Linked DNA regions of Hordeum vulgare: region 1 is linked to region 2. The links are chromatin contacts, called in public Hi-C maps. All regions are on one chromosome and are shown on one strand. Each heading gives the region's core, a stretch centred on a gene start, on an enhancer-like site or on the middle of the called end of the contact. The rest is flanking DNA. Distances are from core to core; before and after follow the strand shown. Region 1 holds the start of LOC123448795 (tetratricopeptide repeat protein 27 homolog). Region 2 holds the start of LOC123446538.

Evidence for each region. A called contact is a pair of places that touch in the nucleus more often than the background predicts.
Region 1: a Hi-C map of seedling shows a contact between it and region 2, with 2.0 times the contacts expected there. The contact joins the promoter of LOC123448795 here to the promoter of LOC123446538 in region 2. A contact is called at or near these places in 1 of 6 Hi-C or Micro-C datasets (seedling) and 1 of 1 datasets of contacts at active chromatin or transcription factors (embryo).

What each region holds. Positions count from the first base shown.
Region 1 is chr4H:419,091,994-419,097,337 of MorexV3_pseudomolecules_assembly, forward strand. It overlaps LOC123448795 (tetratricopeptide repeat protein 27 homolog), which reads left to right and starts at 4,057. Exons shown (of 1, transcript XM_045125808.1): 1 at 4,057-5,344. The coding sequence starts at 4,180.
Region 2 is chr4H:418,792,750-418,798,189 of MorexV3_pseudomolecules_assembly, forward strand. LOC123446538 reads right to left here and starts at 3,131. Exons shown (of 2, transcript XM_045123110.1): 1 at 2,810-3,131; 2 at 2,046-2,692. The coding sequence starts at 3,072. The coding sequence ends at 2,689.

The DNA of each region.
Region 1 (5,344 bases), core at 2,807-5,306, 300 kb after region 2:
GAGTTAGGTGGCAGGTTTTTCAAGCACGCACGCGCTGTTCCTTCAAGCACCATCGTGGAATACTTGGTGCAAACCGCCTATTTCACGTCGAACATTTCCATCGCAAGCTCGTAACTCTCGATCCATGACCCTGGTTCGAGATTTGGTGTGTAATTGGGTACCTTCCTTGGTCCTTTGAAATCCTTTGGCATACGCTCATTGCGTAGAGCGGGGATGAGACACGACACCCCGATGTGCCTGCCTCCGGCATCGAGCGGTGCGGGAGGTGTCTGGGTGTAAGCCGGATAGCCCTGACCCGCCGTGGCTGTCGTCTCCATCTGACGCGCGGCTCGCGCTGCATCCACAATGTCTTGGGGTCATGTATCAGGCACCCCAAGCGGGTTGGTCTGAGGCAAACGCCGTTGCCCACTGGTCACCGCGGGTTGGTCCTTGTGGCGACTCCTGGTGTGACTCGCCTAGGGTGTGGATTGTAATCGGTCAAGGCTGTGTGAGTATTGCGCGTGCTGGACACTGCTGTCTTCAATATCTCGATGGCGTTTCTTGCCTCCACCTCGGCCGAGGAGTTTCCGTAGATCGGGAGGGACTCCAAGTGGCGGGTTGCCGCCAACACGTTATCCATGGGATTTGAGAAGTGGCCTCGTGATGTATGGAAGCGAGGTGTGTGGGCATCCGTTGGTTGAGGTGGTGGCGGGTTAGGCGGTTGAACCGGACCTCCCCCTGGAGCAGCCTGCAAGGGTCTATCGGGTCCCATCCCAGGAGTGCGTGGGGTGTCGAAGAGGCGAGTCGGATGTAGATCGGCTGGAAGGCGCCCGTGATGCCTCCTCTGATGAATAGCATCGGACGCGCGTTGTTGTCTCTCGAGTCGCCAGCCTTAGGTGTTCAGCTGTTTCGTCTCTGCGGTGATCCGGGCCTGCTGTGTCGCCATCCTGGCGGCTTCCGCTTCCACGTCCCGCTGGGCTTTGGCCATCTCTTCCCGCAGCTTCGTCAGCTCGGCGTTGATCGCTTCCTGATTCTCCGTCGTCACGACGGTTGTCATGAGTCTAGAGATTTCCGCCGCCAAGTTCGCCACGGCTTGAGCCAGAGTTTTCGACGTCTCGCCAGTCTCATTATTGCCGACCGGGTTTAGCTGAGGTTGCGCCGCCCCCGCCATGTAGATGGCGATTTGTCGACAGGATCTTTCGAGGATCTCGGGGTCCATCGCCAGTGACAACCCTCCGAGTTGTCCTTCATGAAGGGGATGGATTGAATATGTGTCGCCCATGGATGACTCGTCATCAGAGTTGACGGGGGTGATCTCCTGGACTGCCGGTTCATCTTGTAAGCTGGCTCCCTGCGTAAAACCGATGAAAACACAGCGTTTCCTTTCCTCACGTGTGATGGGGAAGGCGTACCTGGCCGGCTCGACGATGTCGGTGGAGGTGTCCGGCTCAGGCACGGGTGCTCCAATCATGTCGATGAAGATGTTGATCTTGTCGAAGAGGACCCTGTAACCAGATTCGGCTGAGTCGGCTTCAGGCCCCCACAGCGAGTTGTTGATGTAGTACTTTCCGCGGCGGCTCTTCGTCATGATGCCGACCGCATAGCTTCCTGACCCTGGTAGGGCTTCCTTTGAGAACTCAACTCCATCCCGCGCAGGCACAAGTGTCATATCTCGCATTAAGTGAGATGATAGGAAGTCTAATTGAAGGTTCTATAGTAATCAGTCTGACCCACTCGCGCGCACAGTTAAAGTATAAATAGTAGGAAAATGGGAGAAGCATGGATCGATAACTCGACTCCTTAGAGATCATCGGTGCTACTAGCCACTCCACCCGCGTCCAATTAGTGTTAAGTATTAGGGGCGCGTCCTACTTGAGATGATTGGATTCTTTTATGTGGGTTTTTTAGTTTTCATTTGTTTCTTTTCTATTTTCTCCGCTTTTTCATTCCTTTTGCATTTGTTTCTTTGGTTTTATTTCCCATTTCCTTTTTTCTTTGGTTTATTTTGTCTTTTTTCATTTTTCTTTTTCTTTTTTCTTTTGATATTTATTATATATCTTTTGCATATGTCAACAACATTTTCCTAATACACATCAAACAATTTTCCAATACAAATTTAACATTTTTAATACATGGTCAACATTTTTCTATACATATTTTTAACATTTTCAAATGCTTGATTAATACTTTTTAAATACAAGGTTAATATTTTTTGAATACATGGTCAACATGTTTCCTCTGCACTATTTTAAATCTTTCCAAATGCTTGATTAAAAACTTTCAAATACAAGATTAATAGTTTTCCAATATATGCTCAATATTTGTTCTATGGACATTTAACATTTTTTAAATGCTTGACTAAATTTTCTAAATGCAATATTTAACATTTTGTGAACACCTGGTCAAAAAATTTTATAAACACATTTAATGTTTTTCAAATGCTTGATTAACATTTTTCAAATACCCATTCAACATTTTTTCAAATGCTTGTTTAACATTTTTATATAGATTTTAAAACATCATCATTTTTAATAAAAGGTCAACATTTTCTGTATACACATTTAACCTTTTCCAATGCTTGATTAAAAAGTTTCAAACACTTGTTAAATATTTTTTCAAATGCTCAATTAACATTTTAAATACATGATCAATTTGTTTCATACACATTTTAATTTATTTATACATTTTTGGTATAGGTTTTAATTTTTTCTATACACATTTAACATTTTTCAAATACTAGGTCAATATTTTTTAAATTTTTATGTAGATTGATTTTAATAATATATTTATTTAGAATATATGGAAGTATAAACAAACCCAAATGATAAGTGTCACATGTATTACACGAAGCAACATGGCCCAAACGCTTCCATTACCTCCATCTTGCCACATCAAACGGATGACATCAATGATTTAATTTTTATTTTCTCAAAATTAAAAATATTTTATCCCTTAAAGAAAATAATATATTGAAAATCCGTTTTTATCATTAAATTCGTCTCAACAAGATCTTCAAAACCAGATCACATATTGATATGTTTCGATGACTTTTTTAGGCCAATAGTTGACTTGATGTTTACACTATAATTGCATAGATTTTACACTAAAGTTGTTGTGTTATGTTTCATATATTTTTATGTTAGATATAAAGCTACCATTGAACATTCTCATGTTTTTTTATTATTTGACCATGACAATTTTTAGTAATTAACCACGGCAAATTTAATTCATGGTTCATGGCAATTTTTGGTAATTCATCATGACAAATTTAGTTTAGAGATCATGTAATTTTTTGCATTTTTGACCATGAAAATTCTAGTTTTTTATCATGAAAATTATGTTTATATGAATCATGACAATTTTAGTGCATGTATAATGACAAATTTAACTAATTCATCATGGTAATTTTAGTTTATGGTTCATGATACATTTGAGTCATTAGTCATCTATTTTTAAAGTAATTGACGATGGATTTATTTTTAGTTATGAACCATGTCAAAATTATTTCATGGATCATGACAAATTTTAGTAATTCATCATGACAAGTTTATGTAACTTTGATGTAAACACTATGGCAATTTATGTGCAATAGACATGATAAGTTTTAAGTAAAAAAAATTCATCGAAACATATCAATATGAGATCTAATTTCAAAGATCTTATCATGAAGGATTTAATGGTGAAAACTATTTTTCAATCAATTTTTTTATTTAAAAGGTAAAACATTTTAAAAACTGAAAAACCCGAAAGGTTCATGTTGACATCATCAACTTGATCATTTGTGCATGTATGCGAAGATACGGTGCAATCTATGATTATAGAACATGTGGTCGAATGTTACTTCCACGGCACGTGTGATGGCTATCGACGCCCTAAAGAAAAGTATAAACAGAAAGCAAAAGGCGAAACAAAATACGTAAAATAAAAGAGAAAATAAAGTTGTTATTCCCACCGTCTCGCTTAATGCGAGACATAGGGGATGCCTCCACCCGGGCCCAAAAGGCAGCATCCTCGAACCGACCAGAGAAAGCCGGTCTAAAAAGACCAGGCTCAGGCCCATGAACGAGACCCAGACACAGGCAGAGCGATGCTCGTGACAGCCTGAGCGGTCGCCTAGGCACCCTTCCCTCCCCTCAACAGTCAACAGCGACCAGAGAAAGGAATAGGCGAAAACCCTAAACCTCGCCACCGGCCACGGCCATGGCGGCGACCACCGCTACCCCCACCTTCCTCCGTGCGACCGAGCTCCGCCTCCTCCGCTGCACCCTCCCTTCCCCGATCTCCCAACCAGCTCCCCCCTCACCTCCCCCAGAACACCCGCTCGGTCCTGTCGTGTCCTCTGCCGTCGCCGCCGTCGAGGTCGGGGACTACGTGGCTGCTATCGCCTCCGCCGTCCCCCACATCTTCCACCCCTCCGCCTTCGCCGAGGTTGCCCAGGGCTCCCCAACGCAAGCTTACGCCGACCTCACTGCCGCTGCCGAGGCGTTCCTCCGGGAGGATGGCGGAGGGGCCGCGAGCGAGGGGTTCCAGTGCAGGTGTGCGCTTGTTCTCTCCGCGGCGGTGGCCGCGCTGCTCGCATTCACGCAGCAGAACGTGACGGGACCGTCGGGGAAGTTTCCACCCTTCCCTTTCCAGACTTCACGTTTGGACGAAGAGGGGCATGGTGATCCTGGAAGCAAATGGGATGATTGGGCTTCGGGTCATTTAGCTGCTTTTGGTTCCCATGTTCATGGGAAATTCGCTCTCTTGCCGTTCATTGTCTTTGCAGAACTACTCTTCACAAGCATACAGGGTCTCGACTCCTCTGATTGTTGGAGTGTGCAATGGTGGTTGTGCAGAATATCCTTGTCCCAGCAAAATATTTTAGATGAGCTATCGTCCTCTTTGTTTGATCGAGTACAAGTGTACAAGAATGAAATGTTGGCCCACTTTGGTGAACTTGAAAAGGTCTCTAGCTACTGGGGTTCTTTGTTATGTGATGAAGAAGGGTTTTCTTTTGTCTCAGCTGTTTTTCTGGAAGCTGGAATCGTGGAGTATAAATATGGCCAAGTTGATGCTTCAAGGCTGCATCTGGATAGTGCTCAAGAGGCATGTGGGATTCATCTCTCTCTCACAGGGATTCTTGGTTTTCGAACAATACACCAGGTGGACGCCAAGTCCCAAATGGTTCTAGTTGCGAAGACTACTAAATCAGCAGCTGATGATGGCCAATCAACAGAGCTAGCAGGATCTCAGAGTGATGGTGTGGCTTCCCGGAACGCAGGGAGCTCTGTTCCAAGTGAAAGTGATGAATTTTGTGATATACTAAGAACACCAAGACTGGCTGAAAATGGGAATGAAACGAGCGGTGAGAGTATGACATCCG
Region 2 (5,440 bases), core at 1,881-4,380:
CCTTGTTTGGTTCATGGGAATTGACGAGGGATTAGACTAAGGGAGTGGACATAAGTTATGATGAAGGGTTAAGATTGACTCACTAAAACAATTCCCTTCCAACTCCCACCCCCTCCCCTATTAATAAAACGGTGGAAGTTGAAGTCTCAATTCCCATGCCTATTCCTTTATAAATTCCCAATCCCCTGAACCAAACAATAGATTTAAAGTCTTGTATCCTTTTAATTCCCATTCCCCAACTCTAATTACCCCCAACCAAACACGCTGTCAATCTACACTGTATAAAGGCACAAGTCTAGAATGTTCAGTGCTTGCTCCTTTTGTAACTTAGCCCAAGGAGGCATGTGATGAGCATTCTCTTGCACTAGCATTTTAGACGAAGGCTATCTAAACCTATTTTTCGATCCTCAAGATCAACAGCTAGCATGCGTGCCTGCACTTTGGTTTGCCACTAGTTATGCATTGTCTGTCTGTCGCGTTTGTTGCCTAGGCAAAAAATTGTTCTTCCTTTTGTCTTGTTTCATTGTTTTAGTCTAAGAGGCAATGATATTTGCATAGCCTTAGCCTTTGAGCCCATGGTGCCCTTCTAGTCCCTTACGCTAGAATGGCTACCCATGTGAAGAGCACCAGCTCGATCAATGCATGCAGTAGCAGCCTATATGCATGGCATGCATGCAATAGAGCATGTGTTAGTGTTAGAGCACTCTGCCCCCCCTAAATTGTGTAGTTTCACATTCATGCTTGCAGCAGGAGGCTGGCATGCATGTATGTATCTTGTGTCGCGCAAGGATGGTAGGTTGATTCATTTGATGCCTTTCAATGTCCCATTTACTGTACAGAGAGACCCGTGTGATCGATCTGCCACTTTGATACGAGGCTTCAATAGAGCAGTACGGTAGTAGTAGTGTTTGTTTGATGGACCTCTGCTGCAAGGTTGATGAAAAAGTAATTAGGCTAATGCTAATCTGGTGACAGTGATAATAACAACCAGTGATGGAATAACTGAAATCGTCTACAGGCATGTATGAGATGCTTTTTGGCATTTTGCTCTACGTTCCCGTTTCCTCTATACTCTATAGGTCACTGGTGTCAATGATTTGTGAGTTGACTCAAGAGGCTTGTGGAGCAACCTTTGTCACTCCCTTTCCTTCCCCCATCTTTTCCTAAAGTGATGTGAGTGTGTGTCCCCTAATTGCTGACCTATTATGTCCCTTGTCCTTGATTAAGTTATCCACATCTTGTTCATCTAGTGCTTTTATGTTTTGTTTACCCTCTAAGCATTATTTCTAGACCTGTTTGTTTCACTCCAATTATTGACCACGGAGTAATATAAGTAGTACATAATTTGGGAGACCAAATCTCAAGTCACGAGTTTTCTAGGTGCACAGAAAGAGAGAGAGCTAGAGACGAAGTACTCCTGCTTGAATTAATACCCTGACAGCTCCATAAATTTCCATACATTGAGTGCTATGAATTGACTCTTATAATGGTTTTTCATGCTAGGTCTATACCAACCTGAATCTTCCTCTCTTTTTGAAACTGTTCCTCTTTGGTTAGACTCTTAACTAGAACTGTTCTCCTCTACTACTCTTCAAGACTATTTAACTGAAACTATCCTGCTAGCTTGTCCAGGATTGTAGTACTACTGCTAGTACTTTGTGGGTACTCCTATACTACATTACGAGCTCTTAAGCTCTCGTATTATCAGTAGATAACTGGCTGTGGAGTAAATAAAGGGCAAAATGCAGCGATGTTCTGTTTTTGCAGGGAAAGATGTAGTGACGAGGTTATTCATAAATCATTCTTAGTTAATTAATGAGATAAATCTTTTGCCTCTGTTCGGAAAAAAAAGTATGACGCTGAGAACTTGAAATGCGTCACAGGGGATAAAAAATATGGAGCAGGGGCCAGCGTTACAATGCTGCTATGATGAGACATAACTAAACTTCTGTAGAGCGGCAGAACAACACGAAATGACAGCACACGAATACCGCGGTGCATCCACGTTGCTAAAACGAACACTCGAACAGTTCTCAACAGTACCGTAGCATCAAAATGTTTGTATTCAAGCACGAATAGCAAACTTATTACAAAGTGGGCATACATAAGCATACTCGGTTACACGTAGGCTCCTACTCCACATGCATTCCATGAGCATTAGCAGCAACTACCCTGATTTCGTATCTCATTAACTGTACTCTTTACAACTTAAAAAAATACAATGTATGACAAAGGAAGTAGAATCTCCTCACTTGTCACTCCATGTATCAACTTATTTTTAATAATTTGGATATAAGAAATGCAACTTTTAAAAAGGTGTAGCTCAGGAGGGATAGATGGAAGAAAGAGGAAAGACAGAGAGGTGGAAAGGAACATGGCGAGAAAGAGAAGGTGGAATAAGAAGATGAAGAACGTGGAAGAAAATGTGGCCTTGTTGGGTCTTACAAGGTCAAGAAAAGGTCTTGCAAGGTCAAGAAGACCCGGACAAAGTGAACGTGACAAGAAAAGAAAACGGAGGAGGGGGTGATGGCTAGAAGAAAAGCTCAATCAGGATAACACCATATTATTGCTATGGACGAATCACCGCCGACGGTGCTCCCCGTGGCCAGAATCCTCTCGGTCTGAGCTCTCCATGGGTGTCCAACACCTCCTGCCCACAAGGCACGGCTGCCTGGCAGCTCGTCCTCTCTATCTGATGGTGGGAGACAGAAAAAACAAAGAAGAGAAGGGTGTTGTAAGTCAGGGGCAAATCATGTGGAGATTGCTTCGTGATTAAGGTAGCAATCGCTGGACGACCAAAAGCCGGTACCTCAAAAACCAGTGTACATGACCGCCGTCGGAGTGGAGGCAGCCGCGACGCCATGAGGTAGAACGGGGACCGCGGCGGCGGCCGCGGACGCACGCGAGAGGCGGCGTGGTGGTGGTGACGCCGAGCCACAGCACGGCGGCAGCTCCGGGGCGCAGCGGTGGTGCAGTGTGTATGGGTGATTTCAGAGCCGCATGGAGTCGGAACTCGGAACCCAGTGGAGCTTTGGGTAGGAGAGGGAGGGGGCTGGGGAATGGATCGGCCATGGGTGCTGCGTCTTATATGAACTCGGCCGGCTCGGGCAGGGACGGATGCAAGGGGGTGGTCAACGATGCACTTTTGCCTTGACAGCGATTAGGTTTCGGCTAATCACGCGTGCTGCTGGGCTGGAACGCCGTGTTTTCCCGTGTGCAATCCAGGCCAAGCCCAAAAGAAAAATGGAAGCCCAACTCAAAGACAAAGCGAAGTAGGGCCTTCTAAAAAAGAAAAGTTTTTTTTTTTTGCGAATCTGAAAAAGAAAAGGTTAGGGAGTAGGGACGAGGGTTTGCCTTAAAAAAAAGAGACTGATGTGCGTCGGCGCGTCGGACCAAACTTCGGCCGGTCACGCGCAAGCCGCCACATCAAACCCTGTTTGACTGTTAGATCAAATCATATAGCAAAAATCGTCGATGATAGCAAAAACAAGCAGCGTTGTAGCAAAAATCGGCCACAGATGTAACAAAAACATGGTCGTAGCAGAAATATCAACATGGTTGTAGCAAAAATAACGACGTTGATGGTGCGTGGTATCAAAACAAGATATGGGTTGTAGCGAAAAGCGGACGTCTTTGTAGTAAGAAATCGACACCGGCGATGCGTTGTAACAAAAACCCAACGTGGTTGTAGCAAAATGAGATGCAGATTGTAGCATCACAAATGGTGCTTGTAGTAGGGAAGTGCTAGTCGGAGCAGTGTCGTAGTCCTCGAACTGTCGACGGCGGTGATGCGTTGTAGCAAAACGAAGTGCCGATTGTAACAAAAGCTAGCATGATTGTAGCAAAAAAATCGATGCCGGCTATGTCTTGTAGCAGAACGAGGCGCCGGTTCCAGCAAATTGCTACGTCGGTTGTAGCAAAAGCTAGCATGGTTGCAGCAAAAAACAACACAGTTGTAGCAAAAATGATTTCTGGTTCCAGTAAAAAAACCAATGCAGCAAAACAAATGACAACCGCCATCCGTCCTCGCACCAACACCATCCTAGTCTATGCAGCAATTTGAAAAAGATTGGTTGTAGCACGACATGATACCAATTATAGCAAAAAAATCCAAACGCTCTTTGTGCAATGAAGCAAAAATACAAACATAACCGGTCCATGCAACGTTTGATGCCTATGTAACATACCTGGCCTAGTGCTTCTCGCGTACAGAGGCGATCGGGCGAGGGGCTACCGGCCGAGCGCTCGACCGATCGTCCGTCGAAAAACGTTTCCCTAAAAAAGGAGTAAGGACGCACGCACGCAGGCAGATTTATGGACGTCACTGTTGTGTTCGGTTTGAGGATCAAAAGGCATGTAATGTCATGGTTCCATTCCAATGCGTGGGTTGGTTCCATTTTTGTGTTCGGTTGGACATAAAAAATGACATGGTTTGGTTTCGTCCATGTGTTTGGTTTGGAAGGTAAAATGAGAAGAATCTCATTTCACTCACCTTTCCATATGAATGGTGAGATTACCTTTAATGTGCTCATATCTCTCTCTACATTTGGACAACATATAATTCAAAATTTTGGTAGTATTTTCTTTGTATTTTCAACAAGCAACTTAATAGTATATGATCACAAGTCAAACAAATATATAACATCACATATAACAGATTTTCAATACAAATATCATAAGATGCAACAATATCACAAGGTCATCATCAAAAAGAAATATTGTTCAATTACAATCCACACATATGATTCACATACTAGTTATCCGAAAGCTCTCCTAATTGAAGTTCAATACAAGTTCATAATGCAAAGTTCATCACCTCACACTAGTCCATACGATAAGTGCATCATGCGAAGTTCTTCGTCACATACCTACCCACCCAAATCAATCGGTTTGACTCGCTGAGCAACATGAAAGCTCTTGCTATCTTGGGGTTGTCCATAAGATGAGCATAGTAGTGGCAAGGTATCCTTCAGCAAATCCAATAGTGTCGGAGACAACTTCCCAAAGGTCATCACGTATAGTATCATCATCTCCACCACACTTCACAAGAGCCGCATCTACAAGTTTGAACCCATATTAGAGAGTTGTCATCAACGGATTATCGTTATTTTTCACCACGTTAGCCTTCTTTTTTGCTGGTTCACTGGGATTAGAGGACTCACCAACATTTGGTGACATGTTCACCTCACCATTGTCATCATCTTCTATTTCAATGGAAATGTTATCGTTACTAGACCTTGCATTCTTCCTGTAGCAGTTTTTTGCAGGAAAATTGTCTCCATGGCGCGATAGTGCTCAACTAGGGTATTCAAGAAGGCCACATCAGATTTGTGATCCTACACAAATTGTTCAAATGATTAGCATAACATATAGACAACATGTCAAATCTTCATGCATCAAAGCTTACCTTACAATGACTTGCATAGTGATCATCACTCAG